Regions from separate parts of the Ovis aries genome. Here region 1 is linked to region 2. Evidence: chromatin contacts called from public Hi-C data. All regions are on one chromosome and are shown on one strand. The core of a region is the stretch at or near the end of the contact, and the rest is flanking DNA. Distances in the headings are between cores, read along the strand shown.

Region 1 (3,605 bases), core at 803-3,302, 78 kb before region 2:
ACACCTACAACACATCAGAAACTGCCACCGCTGCCCTGGAAAAGTTGATGCTTCTGCCCAGGGACAGAGTCACCCTCCTCAAGTCCCAGTGAGACCCGTGAGAGTGAATTAATAACTATGCCAGGACAGTGGACATAACCCAGCTGCCCCAGGAAAGCCAGCCATGTGGTTGCGCTTGGTGGAACCCGAAATCCCAGTCACAAGTGAGTCTGGGAAACATTTCCAGCTTTCCTGCCTCTGTCGTAAAAGAAAACAGGCTAGAAGGGGGTTGCAGCAGGTGTTCAATAAATATTAGAGAGTTCATGGATAAAAATATTCCAAAAAGATTATCAAGTCAGCATTATAACAATCACATGACAAGCCGAAAACAGCCTCAGTGTGACCTGGAGAGCATTTTGAGCTGGCTTTGTTGCAGGGGCTCTTCTATTTCTATACTACAGAGCATCCTAAGCAGGGAAAAACAAACCCCTCGAGAGGACACCACTCCAACAGGGGTGATTCTTATCCATTTTGCCACTCTGAGCTTCCGAATCCTTTTTTAAGATGTTTTCAGTTTAGTTCAGTTCAGTCGCTCAGTCGTGTCCGACTCTTTGCGACCCCATGAATCACACCACGCCAGGCATCCCTGTCCATCACCAACTCCCAGAGTTCACTCAAACTCACATCCATCGAGTCGGTGATGCCATCCAGGCATCTCATCCTCTGTCGTCCCCTTCTCCTCCTGCCCCCAATCCCTCCCAGCATCAGGGTCTTTTCCAGTGAGTCAACTCTTTGCATGAGGTAACCAAAGTACTGGAGTTTCAGCTTTAGCATCAGTCCTTCCTATGAACACCCAGGACTGATCTCCTTTAGAATGGACTGGTTGGATCTCCTTGCAGTCCAAGGGACTCTCAAGAGTCTTCTCCAACACCACAGTTCAAAAGCATCAGTTCTTCAGCACTCAGCTTTCTTTATAGTCCAGCTCTCACATCCATTCTTGACCACTGGAAAAACCATAAATGTTTTAAATTGAGGTATAGTTGACATACAATATTTATGTAAGTTTCAGGCATATAACATAGTGATTCACAATTTGTAAAGTTTATATCCTATATGTAGTTATTATAAAATATTGGCTATATCCCCTGTGCTCTCAGCTAATCTATTTTATACATAATAGTCTGCACCTCTTAACCCCTACCCCTGTTTTTCTCCTTTCCTCTTCCCTCTCCCCACTGTGTGCTCAGCTGCTCAGTCATGTCTGACTGTGTGCGACCCAGTGGACTGTAGCCTGCCAGGCTCCTCTGTCCATTACAGTTCTCCAGGCAAGAATACTGAAGTGGGTTGCCGTGCCCCACTCCAGGGGATCTTCCCAATCCAGGTATCAAACCTGTGTCTCCTGCATCTCCTGCACTGCAGGCAGATTCTTTACCCACTGAGCCACCAGGGAAGCCCTTTCTCCGCACTGGTAACCTTCAAAATCTTGATGCTAAGCTTGCCCTGTTCAAGCAGCGTTATGTTACACTATCGGAATGTTTCCCCTAAGTTGGAATTTTATGAGGATGACAAATGGATTTGCACTGTAATGAACACTGTGTACATAGATATACAATGATTTGTAAGGATTACAGGGAAGTTTCTGGACTCAACCTCTAGTCCCTCCTCGGGGAGGAGTTGGTTATAACCCTGACCCCGATGGCTAAGAGATTCATTCTGCTTCATCCTTACTTTCTAGTAGTTTACATTGTTCTTGTCCTAGACTTTTGTCCCCTGGGAGATGTCCATTTCATGCTCCGAATCCCTTTTCACGAATCACAAAGGCTTTGTTTTGTAAGGAGGTAATGTTTTGCAAGGAGGTAATGTTTTGCAAATAGTCTACCTCTACATGTAATTTCATTCTTTAAATTATAAGCTCCAGAAGTCTCCTCATCCCAGGGGACATCACTGAGACTTAAAGCCCCATAGCAAGAGGGAAAAGGGATTCAGCCTCTTTAGCAACACTCTGAGCTTGAAATACAAGTCTAGGCAATCCTGCTCTGGCAATCATGGGTCATCGCTTGCCTTTTATGTGAGATGATGATTCATCGTGGGGACTATCACGGGGATTTCCCCACCTCACTAAATTCCAAGAGCATGCTGCAGATAGGGGTGCAGTTTAAAAAAAATGCTACCAATCTTCTCCAAATGCCACATAGGGAGATGGGAATTCCCCTGCCTGAGAACAACAAAGCTAAAAAGAAGATTTCTTCAATATCTTCAGAAAAACCACAAACCCAAGTTCAATTCGACACATCACAGGGTTCCTCTCAGTGTGTATTAAGTGAAAGAAAGCCCGTGGGCCTGAGAGAGCTAAACCCAGGTTAACTCCTTCAATCCCAGCTTGCCCAAGACTGTCCCAGTTTTAGGAGCAAACTCCTGAAAGCCAGGCAAACTAAGAGTGTTGATGACACTGATTCAGCCCTGGGGCCCCCTGCCCTCCTGGGAAGGATGAGACATTCCATCCTTTCCATCTTTGCCATCCTCGCTTATTCCAGTCGGGAGGAACTGTGGGAAGAGAGGGAGAACAACGGGGATGGACAGGAAAAAGTATTCCCAGGATTCCGGCTTCTTCTTCTACCCCAGACACACTTCAGATCTCTCCTTGGGGGCCTGGAGGGCTTGAAAACAGATGGTGTGAGGTGCTCAACAGCAGAGCTTCTGTTCTGCCTCTTCACTGGGAAGTGACGCTCTGGTCAGTTACTACAGCCCAGTCTGGGACAGTTACAGCACCTTATCTGTAAACTGAGGGAGGTGGAGAATTCCTCTTAGAGCCCTATTTATTCTCACATAAAATAACTCCTTTCCCTGGAGTAAGGCATGGCAACCCACTCCAGTATTCTTGCCTGGAAGATCCCATGGACAGAGAAGCCTGGCAGGCTACGTTCCATGGGACCACAAACATTTGAACACGGCTGAGCACAACACACAGCAAAATAACTCCTGTAAGTTCTGCCCATTTAATTGTTTAGAACTTTTTTCAAACTCTGGAGAGCTGACAGCTTAAATTTTTCAATTGAGGAGGAGTTGCAGCCATCAGGAGGGGTGAAGTAAACAAGCCCTAAAGGTGTGGAGAATTCTGAAAGAGATGGGAATACCAGACCACCTGACCTGCCTCTTGAGAAACCTGTATGCAAGTCAGGAAGCAACAGTAAGAACTGGACATGGAACAACAGACTGGTTCCAAATAGGAAAAGGAGTACGTCAAGGCTGTATATTGTCACCCTGCTTATTTAACTTCTATGCAGAGCACATCATGAGAAATGCTGGACTGGAAGAAGCACAAGCTGGAATCAAGATTGCTGGGAGAAATATCAATCACCTCAGATATGCAGATGACACCACCCTTATGGCAGAAAGTGAAGAGGAACTAAAAAGCCTCTTGATGAAAGTGAAAGAGGAGAGTGAAAAAGTTGGCTTAAAGCTCAACATTTAGAAAACTAAGATCATGGCATCTGGTCCCATCACTTCATGGGAAATAGATGGGGAAACAGTGGAAACAGTGTCAGACTTTATTTTGGGGGGCTCCAAAATCAGTGCAGATGGTGATTGTAGCCATGAAATTAAAAGACGCTTACTCCTTGGAAGGA
Region 2 (3,522 bases), core at 574-3,073:
GCTCAATAGTTGTGGCGCCCGGGTTCGGTTGCTCCCCTGTATCCCTGGCAACTTCCGGGACCAAGGATTGAATCTGTGTCTCCTCCATTGGCAGATGGACTCTTTACCGTTGAGCCACCAGGGTTGGCTACCAGTCAACCTGGGGATTTAGCCACCAGCCCCCTAAATGAATTTGAAGTGAATAAAGTTTTTATTTATATTTTTCTGATTGTTTATAAGTATACAGTATTTAGCATATACCAAAAATAATGCTACTGACCCAGTTTCAGGAGACCATGCTCTTTGAATCCCTTTTAATAATTTATTAAACAGTTTATATTCAAACAGTACTTTTAATTTTTCAGAGCACTTTAATTTCAACACTTTATTATGGATATTTCCAAACATATGGAAAAGAAAAAGAACTGTGAGTGAATTCCCACAGACCCTAGATTCTAATTCAACATTTTGCTATATTGGCAGAACACTTTTTATGGACTAGTTTGATCACCTTTTATTTGACCTAATGACTAAGGTATGACTTTCTATAGATAAGGAAAGTAAGACTAAGAGATTTAACGATTTGCCAAGGAGGGTGTCTCCCAGTAGTTATGACCAACCTTGTCAGCTGACGCATCCACACCCTCTGATCTTACAAATATTTTGAATATCCTTAGTAATGAAAAGCTTCCAATTCCACAAGACAGGAGACTCAGCAAAATCATGGGAAAACCAACAAGAAAACATTTCTAGGTCATAAATCTTTCAGAGAGGAACCGAGTCTTGGGCATCTCTCCCACTCACCCCACTTCCTGTTCTGGTTAGTCATCATTTCCTGCCCAAGCTGAGACAGTTTCTTCCATTCATTCTTTTCCAGTACCAGATGCAAGTCTAGAATATCTTTCATATCAGCTAGTTTACTCTCTCCTGCCTTTTCACACGCCCGAGATACTTGACCTCCAATGACAGCACGGCCCTAAGACATATCCTTGCCCAGCCTGCAAACAGCTCACCCCTTTCTACCATATTAAGTCTAATACAATCTCTGCCTTCCGCAGTGTAACCTATCCAAGCATCTGCCTTACTTCTTCACTTCCATCCTACGTAAGAGATGTTGCAGCAAAGATACCTAGGGCTTTTTGCTTTATTCCCTTTTTCGCCTGCGTAAATCACCACCACTTTCTCCCAAATTCCACAAATGCAAATCCAAGTCATGGCTATTCTAATAAGCCTTCTAGAAAACCCAGGCGTGTTACGACCTCTATCGCCAAACTTACATAAACTTATGGCACTGATCTTAATCTACCTTGTACAGCTTTATGGTCTGATCTGCCACATTGGGCTTCCTTTGCCTGAGGATAATTCTTGAGGAAAGGGACGTTGTCTTACTCAGCGTCGCCCTCGCACACAGTAGGGGCTTTATCGTGCTTAATTTCGTTTTAACGCAACACATCCCGCCGAAAGGGTGGGGGAGAGACACCCTCTGCCGAATTCTCACTTACACGCGTACACGGATGCTGTCTTTTACTCGGACACACACGTGTCCCCCGGGCCACAGCCTGGAATGGTCTTGGGACTCCCAGCCTGTGGGCGTTTCCACTCCACCCAGCGGAAGGGGAGGCTCATTTCTTTAAAACTGCCTTCAGGGGTATTTGTTACCTTGGACCTCCCACAGCCTCCACCCTATAAACAGCTGAAGATCTGCGTCATCTCAAAGCAGGATCACTCCGGTTCTACGAATCCCTGCCAGGTCGCGCCGGGCGCAGGTCCCATGGACACCCCCTCCCTGGTTCGCTTGGTAGCGCCCGCTTTGTCAGCGCGCTGCGCTCGCCAGTTACCCTCCAGCTCCAGCCGGCCCGCGGCAGACAGCGCCTCCACTTCACAGCATCCGCAGCTTCGTTCGCGCCGTCTCGGGCTCGTCTGCCTGCGACCTTCCCCCGGGCCGCGGCTGGTAGAGAAGGAGCCCCGGAGACTCTGCTCGGACGGCCCCAAGAGTCTGCTGGGCTCGCCCGCCTCGGCGGGGCCCGCAGGTCGGTGGGGCGCGCGAGGGGCCGCGGCGGTTTTGGCGGCGGCGCCCGGCATGTATCAGAGCCCGCGGCGGCTCTGCTCCGCCCTGCTGCAGAGGGACGCGCCCGGCCTGCGCCGCCCGCCCGGCCCGCCGCCGCCGCCGCGCCGCCTCTCGCCCACGGCCGCCCCGCGGCTCCCGTCCCCCCGGCTCCTGGCGGCGGCTTCGGCGGCCCGCGAGGTCGCGAGGTCGTGCTCCCGAACAGGTGAGTGCACCGCCGTTCCTGGCGGAGAACGCGGCGGCCGCCACCTGGAAACGGCGGGGAATGAATGGGAAGCCGGGGGCTGCCGGGCGGTGGGGTGCGACCGGGAAGCGGTTCCTCTTCTCCCTGAGCCGCCGTCTCTGCTCTCCTTTGCCGCTCTGCCCTCGCCTTTTCTTGCCTGGGGCTTGCACCGCGTCCGGTAAGAGCTGCAGCCCGGTGCTAGGTTCCCGTTTAATCCTTCCCGTTTGATGCCGCGGTTTTAGTATTTCTCCCTCTTGACCTACGTTATCTTTTCCCCTTCCGAAGCCGCAGATTGTTTTACTTATTGCGCTAATGGTGGAACATTTTATGCAATATGTATATGAAGTTACGCTTACCTGATCCTGTGGCCTGCGTGGCTTAGGTGGTATGAGTTTTGAAAAACGTATGAACACGCATTGAATCTTTGGACATCTACTTGAATTTTGGGGGAGCCTTCCGGTCTTAATATTTGCATCATTATGCGTCCTGTATACCTGGGGTTAAGATCTTGTAAAGATGATGCCATCTCTTTGCCAAGAACCTGTTCTATAGGTCACGTGCTCTGGATTTTACTTGGGTTGCAGGGAAGGAAACGCCAGGCAGAATCTTATTTCCCTGACCAGGGATCGAACCTGCGCTCCTTGCATTGGAAGCGTGGAGTCTTAACCACTGGACCCGCAGGGAAGTTCCGTGGATTTTCCCTTTTTAGGCCACTGAAGTTTCTGCCTGAGGCCTCAGTACCGCGGCCACAATTTACATACAAATTAGTCATAGTGTAAAAATTAATAAAGCTTTTCTTTCAAAAGTGGGCAGTTTCATCACGCTAGCAGGTATATTTTAGTCGTACTCAAGTTTATTGCTGTTTAAGACGTATGGACATCTGAAATTGTAAACGACTACCTTTTGCTCCAAAAGTTTTGTGTTCTCTTTTACGCCGCCCCACCCGGGTTGCCGGATCTTAATTCCCCCACCGGGGATTGAACCCCCAGGGCAGAGAAAGAAAAGGCGGAGCCCTAAACACTGGACTGTCAGGGAATTCCCAAGTTTTGTATTAACTTCAGAACAGATAGAGCAGTAGAAAGAGTATGTTCAGTGTGGCTTTCTTTACTGAAAATGATCACCCAAAGTGTGATTGAAGTCAAGATTTTAAACTCTATTCAGATGATTGGCCTCTATTCAGATTATTGGCTGATGTTTAGATTGAGACATTCTTTTTAAAATTAGGATTTTCTTTTTGTGAAGGGACCTTGCCGGC

The links. A called contact is a pair of places that touch in the nucleus more often than the background predicts.
Region 1: a Hi-C map of tail adipose tissue shows a contact between it and region 2, with 2.3 times the contacts expected there. The contact joins the enhancer-like site here to the promoter of NOCT in region 2. A contact is called at or near these places in 3 of 16 Hi-C or Micro-C datasets (skin fibroblasts and tail adipose tissue).

The regions. Positions count from the first base shown.
Region 1 is chr17:18,729,423-18,733,027 of ARS-UI_Ramb_v3.0, reverse strand. No RefSeq gene overlaps it. Among named protein-coding and RNA genes, the nearest start is that of NOCT, 78 kb to the right of the region's middle. Within about 2 kb of position 2,052, at least 7 of the 54 cell types and tissues checked have an H3K27ac peak or open chromatin away from gene starts, as enhancers often do.
Region 2 is chr17:18,651,568-18,655,089 of ARS-UI_Ramb_v3.0, reverse strand. NOCT (nocturnin) reads left to right here and starts at 1,823. Exons shown (of 3, transcript XM_015101513.3): 1 at 1,823-2,249. The coding sequence starts at 2,060.